2 separate regions of the Zea mays genome follow, and region 1 is linked to region 2. The links are chromatin contacts, called in public Hi-C maps. All regions are on one chromosome and are shown on one strand. The core of a region is the stretch at or near the end of the contact, and the rest is flanking DNA. Distances in the headings are between cores, read along the strand shown.

The links. Hi-C and Micro-C count contacts between places; a contact is called where the count stands out from the background.
Region 1: a Hi-C map of tassel shows a contact between it and region 2, with 2.3 times the contacts expected there. The contact joins two enhancer-like sites. A contact is called at or near these places in 3 of 25 Hi-C or Micro-C datasets (endosperm, leaf and tassel).

What each region holds. Positions count from the first base shown.
Region 1 is chr2:102,244,615-102,251,394 of Zm-B73-REFERENCE-NAM-5.0, forward strand. No RefSeq gene overlaps it. Among protein-coding and RNA genes, the nearest start is that of pht13, 15 kb to the left of the region's middle. Within about 2 kb of position 3,092, at least 16 of the 20 cell types and tissues checked have an H3K27ac peak or open chromatin away from gene starts, as enhancers often do. A contact at or near this core is called in leaf and tassel, where this site is marked.
Region 2 is chr2:101,993,457-102,000,568 of Zm-B73-REFERENCE-NAM-5.0, forward strand. No RefSeq gene overlaps it. Among protein-coding and RNA genes, the nearest start is that of LOC103648815, 89 kb to the right of the region's middle. Within about 2 kb of position 5,110, at least 18 of the 20 cell types and tissues checked have an H3K27ac peak or open chromatin away from gene starts, as enhancers often do. A contact at or near this core is called in leaf and tassel, where this site is marked.

The DNA.
Region 1 (6,780 bases), core at 1,842-4,341, 250 kb after region 2:
CCTAGTGTTGATTATGCCAGATCTAGAGAAGAGTTTTGATATATATTGTGATGCAAGCCGCTAGGGCCTGAGATGTGTACTTATGTAGGAAGGACATGTCATCGCCTACGTGTCTCGCTAGTTGCGAAATCATGAGTTGAACTACCCCACTCATGACTTAGAGCTGGCAGCCATAGTGCATGCTCTCAAGATTTGGAGGCATTATATTATAGGCACTAAGTGCCAAGTCTATACTGATCACAAGAGCTTAAAGTATATCTTCACTCAGAAGGATCTCAACCTTAGGCAACGCCGTTGGTTGGAGCTCATCAAGGATTATAACTTGGAGATTCATTATCATCGGGGCAAGGCTAATCTGGTTGCGGATGCCTTGAGTCAGAAGGAGCATGTCCATGCAGCTATTGTCGCCCAGTTACCCGATGAGTTAGCAGAAGACTTTGAGAAGCTCAATCTAGGGATAGTTGCTCATACTGAAGGGATTACCGTATAACTGGAACCTACCTTAGAACAAGAAATACGAAAGGGTCAGATCGGTGATGTCAAAATTCAAGAGATCAAAGATCTGATAACTGAAGGTAGAGGCCTATACTTCACAGAGGATGAGCAGGGCACTATATGGTTCAAGAACCGGATTTGTGTTCCTGAGATCGACAGTCTTCGTGAAACTATATTAAAGGAAGCACATGACTCATCATACTCCATCCATCCAGGTAGTACAAAGATGTACCAGGACTTGAAGCAGAAGTATTGGTGGTATGGACTAAAGAAGGATGTTGCTTCGCATGTAGCATTATGTGATGTTTTCTAGAGGGTAAAAGCTGAACAACAAAGACCTGCTGGTTTGCTGCACCTGCTTAAGGTACCTAAGTGGAAGTGGGAAGATATTGGCATGGACTTCATTGTAGGTCTACCCCGTGCATCTACTGGGTATGACTCTATATGGGTGATTGTGGACAGGCTAAGTAAAGTAGCCCACTTTATCCCAGTGAAGACCACATATTCAGGAGCAATGCTAGCAGAGTTGTACATGGCACGAATATTTTGTCTACACGGTGTGCCCAAGAAGATCGTGTCGGACCGGGGATCATAGTTTACTTCTCGGTTCTGGCAGAAGTTGCATGAGTGCTTGGATACAAGACTCAACTTCAGCTCGGCCTACCATCCTCAAACTGATGGACAGACTGAGAGAACCAACCAAGTGCTAGAGGATATGTTAAGAGCTTGTGCTCTTAAACATGGTGGTAGTTGGGATAAGAGTTTACCATATGCGGAGTTCTCTTATAATAACAGCTACCAGGCCAGTTTAAAGATGTTCCTGTTTGAGGCTCTATATGGCAGAAAATGCTGGACTCCACTATATTGGGATCAAACTGGTGAAAAGCAGTTCTTTGGGCCAGAAATTATACAAGAGGCAGAAGGACAAGTCCGGTTGATAAGGGAGAATTTGAGAACCGCACAGTCAAGGTAGAAAAGTTATGCGGATACCCGGAGACGACTATTAGAGTTTAAGGAGGGTGATCACGTGTATCTAAAGGTGTCACCGATCCGGGGTATGCAGAGATTTAAAGTTAAAGGGAAGTTGTCCCCTTGCTTTATTGGGCCCTTCTTGATCCTGAAGCGAGTGGGAGAAGTTTCCTATGAACTAGAATTACCCGATCATCTTGCGGATGTACATGATGTCTTCCATGTATCCCAACTAAAGAAGTTTCTTAGGGTACCCGAAGAACAGCTACCTATGGAGGATCTCAGTGTTCAAGATGATCTGACTTATACGAAGTATCCTATAAAGATTATTGATACCTTGACTCGTGTCACGAGGAGTAAAGTGATCAAAATGTGCAAATTGCAATGGAGCCACCATGGTGAAGATGAGGCTACTTGGGACAGAGAAGAAGAGCTGCGAGTAGATTTTCCCCACCTCTTTTTAAGTCCATCCTAATCTCGAGGACGAGATTCTTTGTAAAGGGGTAGGATTTGTAAAACCAATAATTATAAAAACTCATAAAAGAGTTGGTCTCGTTACATGTCTTGTCATCCACTCATCATTTCATGGGGATAATCACAGTTAAGGAATTAAATAAGGCACATCAATAAATATGCAGCATATTGGAGTTTTGCTTGTTTGTGCACTTAATAATAAAATAATAATAATAGAAATATAATAATGAGATGAGAAATACAATACAAAATAAATATATAAATAAATTAATTCATCACATTTTGGAATCTAAAAGTGAAAAGAAAAAAATAAACAGAAAAAGAAAAGAAAAGGGAATCGCATGCACGGTCGCCACCTCGAGATTTCGGCCCGTTTTCCCCTCCCTTTGCCACGCACCGGCCCACTTCGTAACGCGTCGACCTGTTGTTGCCTACAGACCGGGCCCACATGTCCATAGATCCAAAGCGCATAGCCTCCTCGCTGTCAGGTGGACCAGTGTGGCCGTGTGTCCGTGCACCACGGGTCAACTTGGGCACTGGCAAGTGGGCCCCCCTTGTCGGCGTTTTCTTCTCCTCAGCAACGCCCATGCGAAATCGCCGCCATGGCGTTGGATCGTGGCCGCCTTTTTCTCCCCTCCTTGACCTCGGACTATAAGAATCATGCGGCCGCAGATCTCGACCAGTCATTACAAGGAAACTGTACCAAGCCACGAACCCCCCCATCGTCGGCGAAGCTTGGGGGATTGTCGTCGTGAAGTGGAATCGCGGGGACGCCATCGCCAGAGCTTCACAGGTAGGCCAGTGTACTTCGGCGGGACACCCAGGAATCATATGGGGACCTCTGGGACACGGGGATCAATCGGATTGCCAGGAATTCCTCATCGGAGACACTTCTCTGCCACGGGCCGCACCGCTCCGAGGGTGGAGCACGTTAAGACGCCATTGTAGGTAAGAAGCCTCGAGATCGGTTCACTCTATTCACCATAGTGCGTAGCACATAGTAACTGCCTGGGTTAGTCTGGGCCATTGATCTCTTGCACGATGGCCACGATCTTCCAGACTCGTCAATCAGAAGGCGCGGGATGTGCTCAAGCTGTTTAGCACCAGGGGCGTATGATTAGGATCTAGCGGTAAGCATAGTGTAGCCCTTAAAGATGACCGCGTTCTAATATTGGCCTTTGGATCTGATCCAATGGATGAAATCCGAGGATACCCCTTCGCCGCGCGCACCTTCTAAAAAGGACCCTAAAATTATAGGTTATCAACCTGGCCTGCCGTCCACCCAGGTTGACATTGAGTCTTGGGAAAATTATGGTTTAGACCCCGAGCTTCTCTGATTTATGCGTGCGGTCCAAAGAACAGAGAAATTAGATAAGATATTATAGAAATTGATTTATAATATAAAAATAATTCTAGAAACTTGTATAATTCATATTTAATTTATTTTAACTTCAAATTGATCCATTCCAGTGACATTAATTTTGTTTTAATATTGTTCGTCACTTAGTAACTTTGTGTAGCCATGAAACATGAGTTAAAATTATTCACCTGAATTAGTGCACACCAAGCACTTAATAACTTCAGAAATTCATAACTCGACAACCGTAATTTCAAATTTAGTGAGTCCCATTCCTACGATCTTGTTACGATTCGTAGAATATTGTCATGCATTATGTTCTACTGTTTGGTGTAATGTTAATTTCTTCTATACTATGTTTGTTTTTATTGTAACGAGTAGACGAGCTAGCCACAAAGGATTCAGGGGTTCATCAGGTGGAGACTGCTGAGCAGGAGCTCGTGAAGGCAAGTTGTGCCCTTGATCACTTCTTTTTACCCAATAATGTTCTTGTTAATCATAATGATCTACATATGTTAATTTTGATGAGATCCAATAGGTTACCCTAGTTTGGCTATCTTTATACCTTGTTTACCACTGATCTTTTGGGTAGTACCTGCTACTGCTTTATGTGGTTTTGGGTATTGAGATACACATTATTCATGATCATACTTTTATTATCAGTTTGTTATTTACTGTTCATGATAAGATCATTATGTTAATTGGAACATGGAGCGACCACCCAGGAAAACAGTGCTACCATAAGGGTGGTATGGGACGCCCTTGGCTGACTAATTAGGAAAGCTAGTTGAGGACTACCTTACCCGAAAGGGGCAAAGGCAGTAGGGGAGTGGTCGGTGTAGGGAGGCCTTTGGGTTGATTTTGCTGCGATGGCGGTCAGGCAAGGGGTCCCAACATTGGAGCTTCTTAGAAACTGTAGCAGGTTTTTTGAAGCTAGTGGAACTTTGTAAAGGCCTCGTAGTGTTACCCTGCCTCGCTTCCTTGGTAGAGATGTATGGGAAGTCGCGATATCTTGGCAGATGGGTAACATGACTTGTGGGTAAAGATGCACAACCTCTGCAGATTGTAAAACTGGTATATCAGCCGTGCTCTTGGTTATAAGCGGCTCGGACCCTCACGTGATTAATTTATGGAATTAAATTCAATTTGTCATTTGTATCGCATTGGGATTTATTATTATTTTGATCTACTATTACTCTGGTTTGATATTTACTTACATTTAGTAACTGCTAATAAAATTTGACCAACTTATAAAAGCAATGCTCAGCTTTAACCCTTATTTATTGATCAGACTTACACTTCACATGGGCTCCCACCTTTGGTGAGTTCATGCACATTCTTCCCCACAACTTGTTGAGCTATGATCTTTTGTGAGCTCAATCTTGTGATATATAAACTCCCCCGACAGGTCAAGAGCAGGTGGTCCAAGAGGAGACGCCCTACAATGAAGAATTCGAGTTGATCTAGGTGACGTCTCCCAGTCAGCTTTGTGGCGCCAGGGAATAATATTAATTCGCTTTATTATTATCATTTTTTGTAAGACTTTCTCTATGTAATACTGACACTTATGTTATATGTGACATTTATCTCTATACACTTTGACATTATATGTGATGTTCTTCCTTGGCGCACATATGAGACGCACCCGACTTTATCCTTTAAATTCGAGTGTGACAGTAAAGCACAAGGAACAACTTCCAGGCCATCATAATTTTATCCTTTCACACCAGTGCGGGCAGGTCTACTATATGTTATACCAAATCCAAAGTTTAAAGCATGGTGGGTAGTTCACAAGGTGAACCCTAGGGAACGTTTACATACTCCTTGCACTGCTGGTTATCAATTCGAAGACGACCAGACCGATGAGGTTTATCAAGAAGAAGAATTGCCACCCACTTTTAATGTCGATGAGGGTGTTGCACTCAACTCACTAGTCGGAGACCGTGATGATATCACTACTGATGAGGGTGTTGCACCGAAATGAAAAAAAATCCATGGAACAAAAAAACCACATTGCGAGCTTTGGATCGAAGAAGACTCCTTGGTCGTGATTCCGATGAGTTTTGATTTGTAATGCATAATTTAATTTTATGTGATGTATTATTTGTTTTTTATTAATTATATTTAATTTTATGGAGCTAATACCTTTAATGTTTTTCTATTGAACAAGCTGAGTGGTAGGAAAACAAAACACACTACGAGGGGGTTTCTTAATGCGGCTAGCAGGATAGTCCCTGGTGCACGTTCCCTTTTCCAAGGGAGTTCTTCTAGCCAGAACTGACAGGAGGCATTGCAAAGGAGTGCCGATGTAAATGTTTATGTAATTGATCTTATTTGTCATTCACTTATATATAACTGTGTCTGTTGGGGGCCTTCGGCTTCCGAAGGTTCTCAAAAACATGATTTAACAATGTTTCTGGAGTATGATATATGAACAGGTACCTTCAGACTTAGGTCATAACCACAATATGAAGAAGCACAAAGAATACGAAGGATGGCGCAGAGCCGAAGCTATGTGCAGGGGAGCTTCAGCGTGATAGCAGAAAAGGAAACCGACTTAAAGGGGAAAAGACTATTTAGACCCCGATGGATTACTATAGAGTTATTAGCAAATGTAAAGGGCATGGGTGTAATTTTACATAGGTTGCGTCCCGTGCCTATAAATAGATGAACAGTGCTCCCGTACTGTTCACGCTGACTTGGCATTTGCTTTTGCGTCACGCTTGTACTTTTGCCTTCTTTCGAGCCGAAGGTATATTTGTAATTTGTTATCATTTCTATCTTTCCATAATAATAAAATAGAAATGAGTTAATGATAATATTTAAGCATTTATATTATTTTTCATATTTTGTATGAATCCTTCTTTATTATTTGTTGTACCTACGAAGGCATGTCCCTCATAACCTTCGTCCGACACTCATTATATCCCAAGGGAAATAATGCTTCGAATAACGAAGGATTTTAATGTTTAACAATTTCTGTGTTGCCTTGTTCTTAACTCATAGCATTTAAGGACAAGTCCCCAACATTGGCGCCCACATCCGGTGAACCTTTTTCGATCACCTTCGGCAAGCATCGAACTTCGTCATGCCACCAAAGAAAGCTTCAGTAACAGGGACTGCCGCTCTGCAGCCGCTGGACCTGAACCAGGAGACCCTTTCTCTTCGAGAGGCTCGAAGCCAGAAGAGGAAGGCCACCAGTCCAACACCCCAAGAGGATGAGTTGGACCAAGAGATCAGGAATATGGAGATGCTTCATCAGCAAGTACAAAAGAAGAAGGAAAAAATGGCTCGGCTAGCTGACCTACAAAAGCAGATTGACGAAGCCACTGAAGAAGTACGTCATCTTACTCAAGATGAGCAAAACCGAAGGCCCCAACACAGAGAGCTTCACCAAGAGGGTTTCTTCAACGAGGATGATTGGTATGAGAATTTCCATCATGGAAATTTTGCTTTTGACGATGCTTCTCCTCTGTCAGCAGAAC
Region 2 (7,112 bases), core at 3,860-6,359:
GATTTTGTTCCTTGATTTCCATTACAAGTTGATAACTAAGTCATAATAATTTAGACTTGAGAGTTTGTGGCACTATCTCTCCATGTTTGTGTTTGGTGCTTGAGTCAAGTGATATTATGACCGCAAGCTGAAATTCCTGCGTGGGCAGTTTTAGTTGTGCGATTAATCTAGTTAAGTAAAGTTTGTTTTCTGTAGATATGTGCTATAGAAAAGTTGTAGATAACTTTATTATTTTGCTGGTGTTAAAATTTGACAGCCATAAGTCTAATCGTTTAGAAGTTATGCTTTTTACAAATTCAGTAACTGAATCTGTCCAAATTCTGTACAGATTTCAGAAACTGCATTGTTTGCTTAAGTTAATGTTACAGTTAGTTCATGGTCGTTATAAGAAAGTTGTAGATTCTTTTCTTATCTTGCTTGTGTTAAAATTTCATAACCATAGGCCTGATAGTTTAAGGGTTATGAATTTTGTAAAATGGTTGCTGTGTTCTGTCCACTAACAGAACAGATTTCGCAAACTGTATTGTTTGATTTAGTTAAACATGGAATCACTTCTTGGTGATTATAAAAGTTATGTAGTGTTTTTGCTAAGCTTTTCAAAAAGTCTTGGATCACTCTTTTTGGTGGTCTGAAGATTATGTTATAGGTGTTTGAAGTGTGAAGTCTGAATCTGTCCAGTTCTGGACAGCAAAGCCTTCTAATATCTTTTATCCTAAATTGCATATTGAATAACCTTGAGATGTTTATAAATGATTTGTATAAAATTTCATTAGCTTTCCAGAAAGTCTAGGATCACTTTGTTTGGATACATGAATCTCTAGTTATGAATTTTTGAAGTCGCAGGCCTGAATCTGTCCAACCTAGACAGAGCTGTTATTTTTGCACAATTTGACCATGCTAAGAATCTAATCATATTGAGATGATAATACCAAAGTTGTAGAGAGTTTCCTAAGCTTTCCAAAAAGTAATTTTTTACTATTTGTAGATAAATATTTTATGAGTTATGACTGAAACAAGCAACTGCTGTGCTGCTGTCTTAATTTTGTTATGTTGGGTAGATTGCTCTACTCTGTTGTGTTTGGCTCGAGTCGACTATTTCCTCGTTTTAATGTTGGTTGAACACGCAGTAATGATAATATAACTAATATAATTAAGACTAAGTATATAGGTAACTAGTACACGTCTCGCTAAATTAGTGAACTAAATTGGTTAAGGTCTAATAAGTGTTTGCCTAGTGAATAATTGTAAAGCCAATTAAGTGTCTAGTTCCTTTTCAACTAAGTCTGTCTATATATAAGTCGGAGCGAACTTATGGACTTAACTAATTTAATGTTAGGTAACTAATGGATGATTAAAGTGAACGTGGTAAATGCTTGTGCTCGTGATATCGTGTTTGTGTTGGGTAAATATAGGAAATGTTTGTCGTCCTTCTAGTGGTGTTATTGTGAACACCGATGACATGTAGTTAGCTAGCGCTGGTGTGTGTGGTTGCTCATGATGTCTCGCTACTAAGTGTTTAATTCGCTAGCATGTACTTGTAGTATCTTGTGATATATTTCATTCTATTCATACAGATGCATCTTGCATCTCATTTAGGCCGAGAGATGATGATCGTGCAAGTGATGTGGTGCCGACAACAAGATGCAGTTGGTGGACAACCTAAGGAAGGATGAACATAACCAGTGGATGCTCGCCAAGAGAGTACCCTCTAGCAAACACTATCTAAGTGTTGAATTCTAGGCAAGCCCCGGTTTTATACATAACCGTTATATATGCTATTTTACTGCACTTAATGATTATAGGTTTGTACTGTGCACTTAAGTGTAGAAGTTGTCTGAAACCCTAGCTACATGAACTCATGATTCCTTTGAGATGGATACTAGTATGCTAGGTCGAATAGCTGCTTTACTAATTAGGGATCTCAGTAGAAGTCGAGTGATTTTTCTAGCACTCGCGCGAGGTTAGGAATTGATTGTATCCATTTTTATATCGGAATGATGATGGTCTGTGCACAACGATCCATGGGGATGCGTTGTCTACGAGACAGAAATTGAAATAAGGATTAAGGTGTGGTACCGTGTGTCAAGCGTTTGAGCGTACTAAACACATGCCGAGAAATATGGTAAATCGGCAAGCCTAGTACCTGAATGAACCTGCCCGCGGATTGACCTCCTCACGCGACCTGAAACGTGGTCTCCCATTCCAGTTATGGTGGGTACAAGTGCGGTCACTGCACGACGGCAGTCGGGGTTAGTGAGGCATTGTACGCTAAGGCGGTGAGCCTCTTTTTGTTGCCAGGGAATCGATGGGGACGGTTGATGTGTGTGGGGACGGAGTGACTCGCCACGTCGTGTGTTTAGGTTTACCTTGCAAGGTTAAAACTCGATTCGAATCGTCTGCTTCTCGCAGCTAATGAGACTGCTTGATCCATGCTGCTGCATTGAGTAATAAGTGGAAATGAGATGACTGGCAAAAAATGTTGATACCAAACCCCTAAGCCAAACAGCTGCATGGTCTAGAGGTAGAGGAGTAGACTCCTCACACCGGGTAAGTCTAGCTGAGTATTAGTATACTCAGCCTTGCTTGTGGCATAATTTTGCAGGTAGCCCCCTTGATTTGGTTGATGGTGTGACTTGGCCTCCATCCCTGCCACCGGGATACACGGTCGAGTGGGTTACTGCTTCCACAGGAGAGGACCAGGAGGAGTAGCGTGGCCAGGCTTCACCATGTTACCCGGTTTTCTCCGTTAGTTATTTCCGCTACATTAAAACTTATGGTTATTATTATTTCTAAAACTCCGATGATGTAATCACTTCTGATACTTCTTAAATTTGTGGTATTATGCTTTATTGTATTTATCTGTGCCTCACCTTCGAGTGAGCTAGTGGTATTCGATCTTGGTAAGTGGCTTTATCGGACTAGATCCGAGGGACTGACGGGTTATTCCGGTTTAAGTGTGTTGCTACCTTTAAGGGTGCAACTTGGGCACTTAAGCTAGAATAATTCAGGTGGTTCCGCCACATCTGGTGTCACACCAGACTCCTCCATAGTGCCACTAGGAACTAGCTGTTGGGCTACTGTTCCCTGGTGCACTAGACAATCTGGTGGCGTGGCACCAAACAGTCCGGTGCTCTCAGCCGGTCGTTCCACTAGTGGCAACAGATTCTTCATGTCTTGGAATTTGCTTGATACTTGTTGATCTTCACTTATGGTATTTTTAATGTCTTCTTTTGAGGTGTTGCATCCACAGAGCCTTAGTCTAATCCTCTTTGCATCCTGTGAACTACAAACAAAAATACTTGCAAACGCATTAGTCCAAATGGTGATGTTGATCATCAAACACCAAAATCAATTAGTCAAATGGGCCGAGGTCCATTTTCCTTACAATCTCCCCCTTTTCGGTGATTGATGACAACACAACCAAAGCAAGCAAATATAACAAATATTTTGATGAAAATATACAATCTACTTGCTAGGATGCATGAATGTCCCCACAAAGTGAGATTATGGACTTAAGCCCCCCTAACTCCATAATTCACATACTTCCTATTTTAGACCAAAAACATTTGTAGAACCAAAACCACTTGTAAGTTCAAGATTTTAAATTTTAAATTGGGTGGTGTTTGGTGTTTGATATATTTTGAATTGCTTTGGTCCCTAAAACTTCTCCCCTTTTAGAATCAAACACAGAAAAGGAAGACATTAAAAGCATATAGGAAGCAAATAAGACCTGCCCTCTAAAAGATTACGCCCCCTAAAAGAGTGTTCTCCCCCTTTGAAAGAATATTCTCCCCCTTTGTCATAGATGAAGATTTACTCCCCCTGTCGGAGATCCTCTACTTAGGAAAAGCACTTGAGAAAGAGATGTAAAAGATATTTTTGAGTAGACTAACTCCCCCTATACATAGGTAAAAGATGTATTTTAATAACATATGCATTTATAGCAACATGGGAAGCATAAGATATGAAATATAGTCTAATCAAAATCTGGAGAAGACATGTAAATGATACCTATAGTGGAATGAAACCACTTGCAGAAGATGAAAATATTTGTAGATTTGTAGTAGAAGCTTATTGTCTTTCTCCATGGACAGTGACAGAAGGGCTTATGCGTGAACTCGTAGACTTATAGGTATAGTGACCGAAGGGCTTATGTGCGAAAGAAAAGGGAAGGATTAGTCAGGGACCCCGATGCAAACCAGTTTTTCCTTTCCCTTTAAATTAAATCTTTTACAAATTCTGCAGATAACTTCAAAAATTCATAAGTTGTGAAATAAATATCCAAATTTGGTCAAACCAATTTGGCTAGGCTCTGTACTAAATAAATTTTAGAGAAAAAATAGAAAACCACCTTAGTCCAGTACTATTTCTAGAAGTTTTTGTTAAATTAGGATATTGTTTAAAGTATGGAAATAAAGGGAATAATAGTAAAACTTGTATGCTATGTTTAAGAAAATTTTAGTAGATGCCTAATGTATAGTGGACCCATATAAAAATGTTGAACATCTTAGTTCACCCAATTAAGTGGAGATTTGCAATTGATTTATGTTCCTACCTATTCATTTAGAAAATGAAAAGTGACATAAAAATGTGTAACAAAAAACAACCTTATTTTTCTCAAAATATTAAAGTAATGTAGCTCTAGAGAAAAATATGAAAAGTTATAGTTGAGTAAGGAAATATAGTGCCACCTGCCCCATGAGAGAAATAGAGAAAACTTTAGAAAATTCTAGAAACCTTTCCCTATAGAGAAAATTTCCCAACTTTAGGAATGATTGCTCTTGTCCAAATAAAAGTTCGGAAAAACTTCCAAATTTGTTGTTTGACATTTTTCAAAAAGAAAGTTAGTTAAGAGCACCTTGTAGCCCAGAGCTTTAGAAATTCACAACTAATCATCCACTAAGTATCCCTTGGTAAAATTTGTCTCAAGGCTATGTAACTAATTGGGCCTGGTCTGTTGATTTTGGCCCAACCACTCCTCTTCCCCCGCCGGCCCAACGAGAAAGACGTACAGGTGGGACCCGCGGGTCAGCCGTCCCACGCACGCTACCACAACACCAAACTGGTAGGCCTCACAAGTCTGTCACGCCATACCAAATGCCTGCGTCGACATATGGGGCCCGTGACTCAGTCACTCTCTCTCCTAGCCATGCCCTGAGACTTACATAGGGGACCATGCTGTCAGCGCCAACCTCCCAACAAAATGCCCCTAATCCAGCGCGGCGTAAAAACCATGGCCGCAGTCTCCCCAGCTTGGTAGGTCACCGAGTCCATCCTGTCAAGCCTATAAGGAAGGGGAAGGGCGTCCTCGGCCACGTGCACACACCTCACAAAACCATAGGGCGCTTTGGCTCTGAGCACCGCACCATGAAGAGAGAAAGGGAGGGAAGGCGAAGGTTGCCACCGTCGGACTCGCGCTACGCTGGTGTCCAGAAGCTGTGGATACCCAGGGAGGCTCATCGGGGCCTATCGGACGAATACGCGGTGTTGCCGGGGTCGAGAATCGAGCGGCCCAATGACGATTTCTCGTCGCACTTCAACGTCCACCGCCATACCACGCTTGACCGTGGGCGGAGCTTGTGGTTTCGCAATCCCTGGTAATTACTTTGTCCTTTCCTTTGCCTTGTCCCTCTCGTGTCGGGGGTGGTGTTATTTCTTAGTTAGGATCGCTATTTACCGCAAAGCACTGTCCGTCGTCGTGCTCCACCGTGGGAGGCCAGCGGCGCAACCTCGCCAGGAAGATGATGGCGCTATCGTTGATGGCGTGATCAATGGTCGTGATCCAACCACCCATAAACCTCGCGCTCGCTCAGTCTTGTCCATCGTGATCTGGATGAATGGTGTGGATTAGATAGTGGCTTACCCCTTCGTCAATTAGATCCGAACCGCAGATCCAACTTTGGACGCCAGGAGGAAGATCTGGAATAATTTAAATCCTTACCTTTGATGGGTAATCCGAAGACTAGCAGTGCGTGCCGGTTCAAGTGGGGTATGATTTAATCTGTGTCGTCCATTTTTTTATCAGGCGACTGTTATCTATTCATAACTCTTCGGTCAGCCTTTTTTACATAGGAGCCCCTCAGTTCTGTGGTAATAAACTCGTCGTCCAGAATAGTTCAAAAGGAATTATTACTAGATCCTAGAATTCATAAAATAAACCCTAAGCTATTAGAAAATCCAAACCGCAACCCAGGAATTGAATTAATGGAATAAATTAATTCGGAAAATGTTTTCTAGTATAGAAATAATTCCAGAAACTTGTTTAATTCATAAGTAATTCATTTTAACTCCTTTTTGATCCATTCTAGTTGCATTATATTCGTATTAATATTGCTTATCATCTAGTAACCTTATTTTTGTTATGAAACATAGGTTAAAATTATGAACTTAATTTATTTCATATCTAACACTTAAATCTTCAGAAGATCATAACTCTTTAACCGTAACTCCAAATTTAGTGGTTCTTGAACCTATGATCTCGTTGCGATGCGTAGAACATTATGATGCAGTACGTTCTTATGTTTGGTGTGATGTTAATTTATCTTATACCATGTTTGTTTGTACTGTTGCGAGTAGACAAGCAAACAACCGAGGATCCCTATACTCAACAGGTTGAAAATACAGAGCAGGAGCTCATTGAAGGCAAGTTGTGCCCTTGATCACTTTTCTTGACCAAATAATGTTCCTGTTAATCATTATGATCTGCATAGGTTAAATTTGATAGGACCCAATAGGTCACCCTAGTTTGGTCATCTTTATACCTTGTAACCACTGAACTTTTGGGTAGTACAAGCTATTGCTTTTGTGGTTTTGGGTGTTAAGATACACATTTTTCATGATCATGCCTTTTATTACCAATGAGTTATTTACTATTCATGACAAGATCATTATATTAATTGGAACATGGAGCGACCACCCGGGAAAATAGTGCTACCACAAGGGTGGTATGGGACGCCCTTGGCTAACTAATTAGGAAAACTAGTGGAGGACTACCTTACCCGAAAGGGGCAAGGGAGGTAGGGGAGTTGTCGATATAGGGAGGTTCTCGGGTTGATCTTGCTGAGATAGCTTTTCAGACAGGGGATTCCTATATCACTCTCCTCAGAAACCGT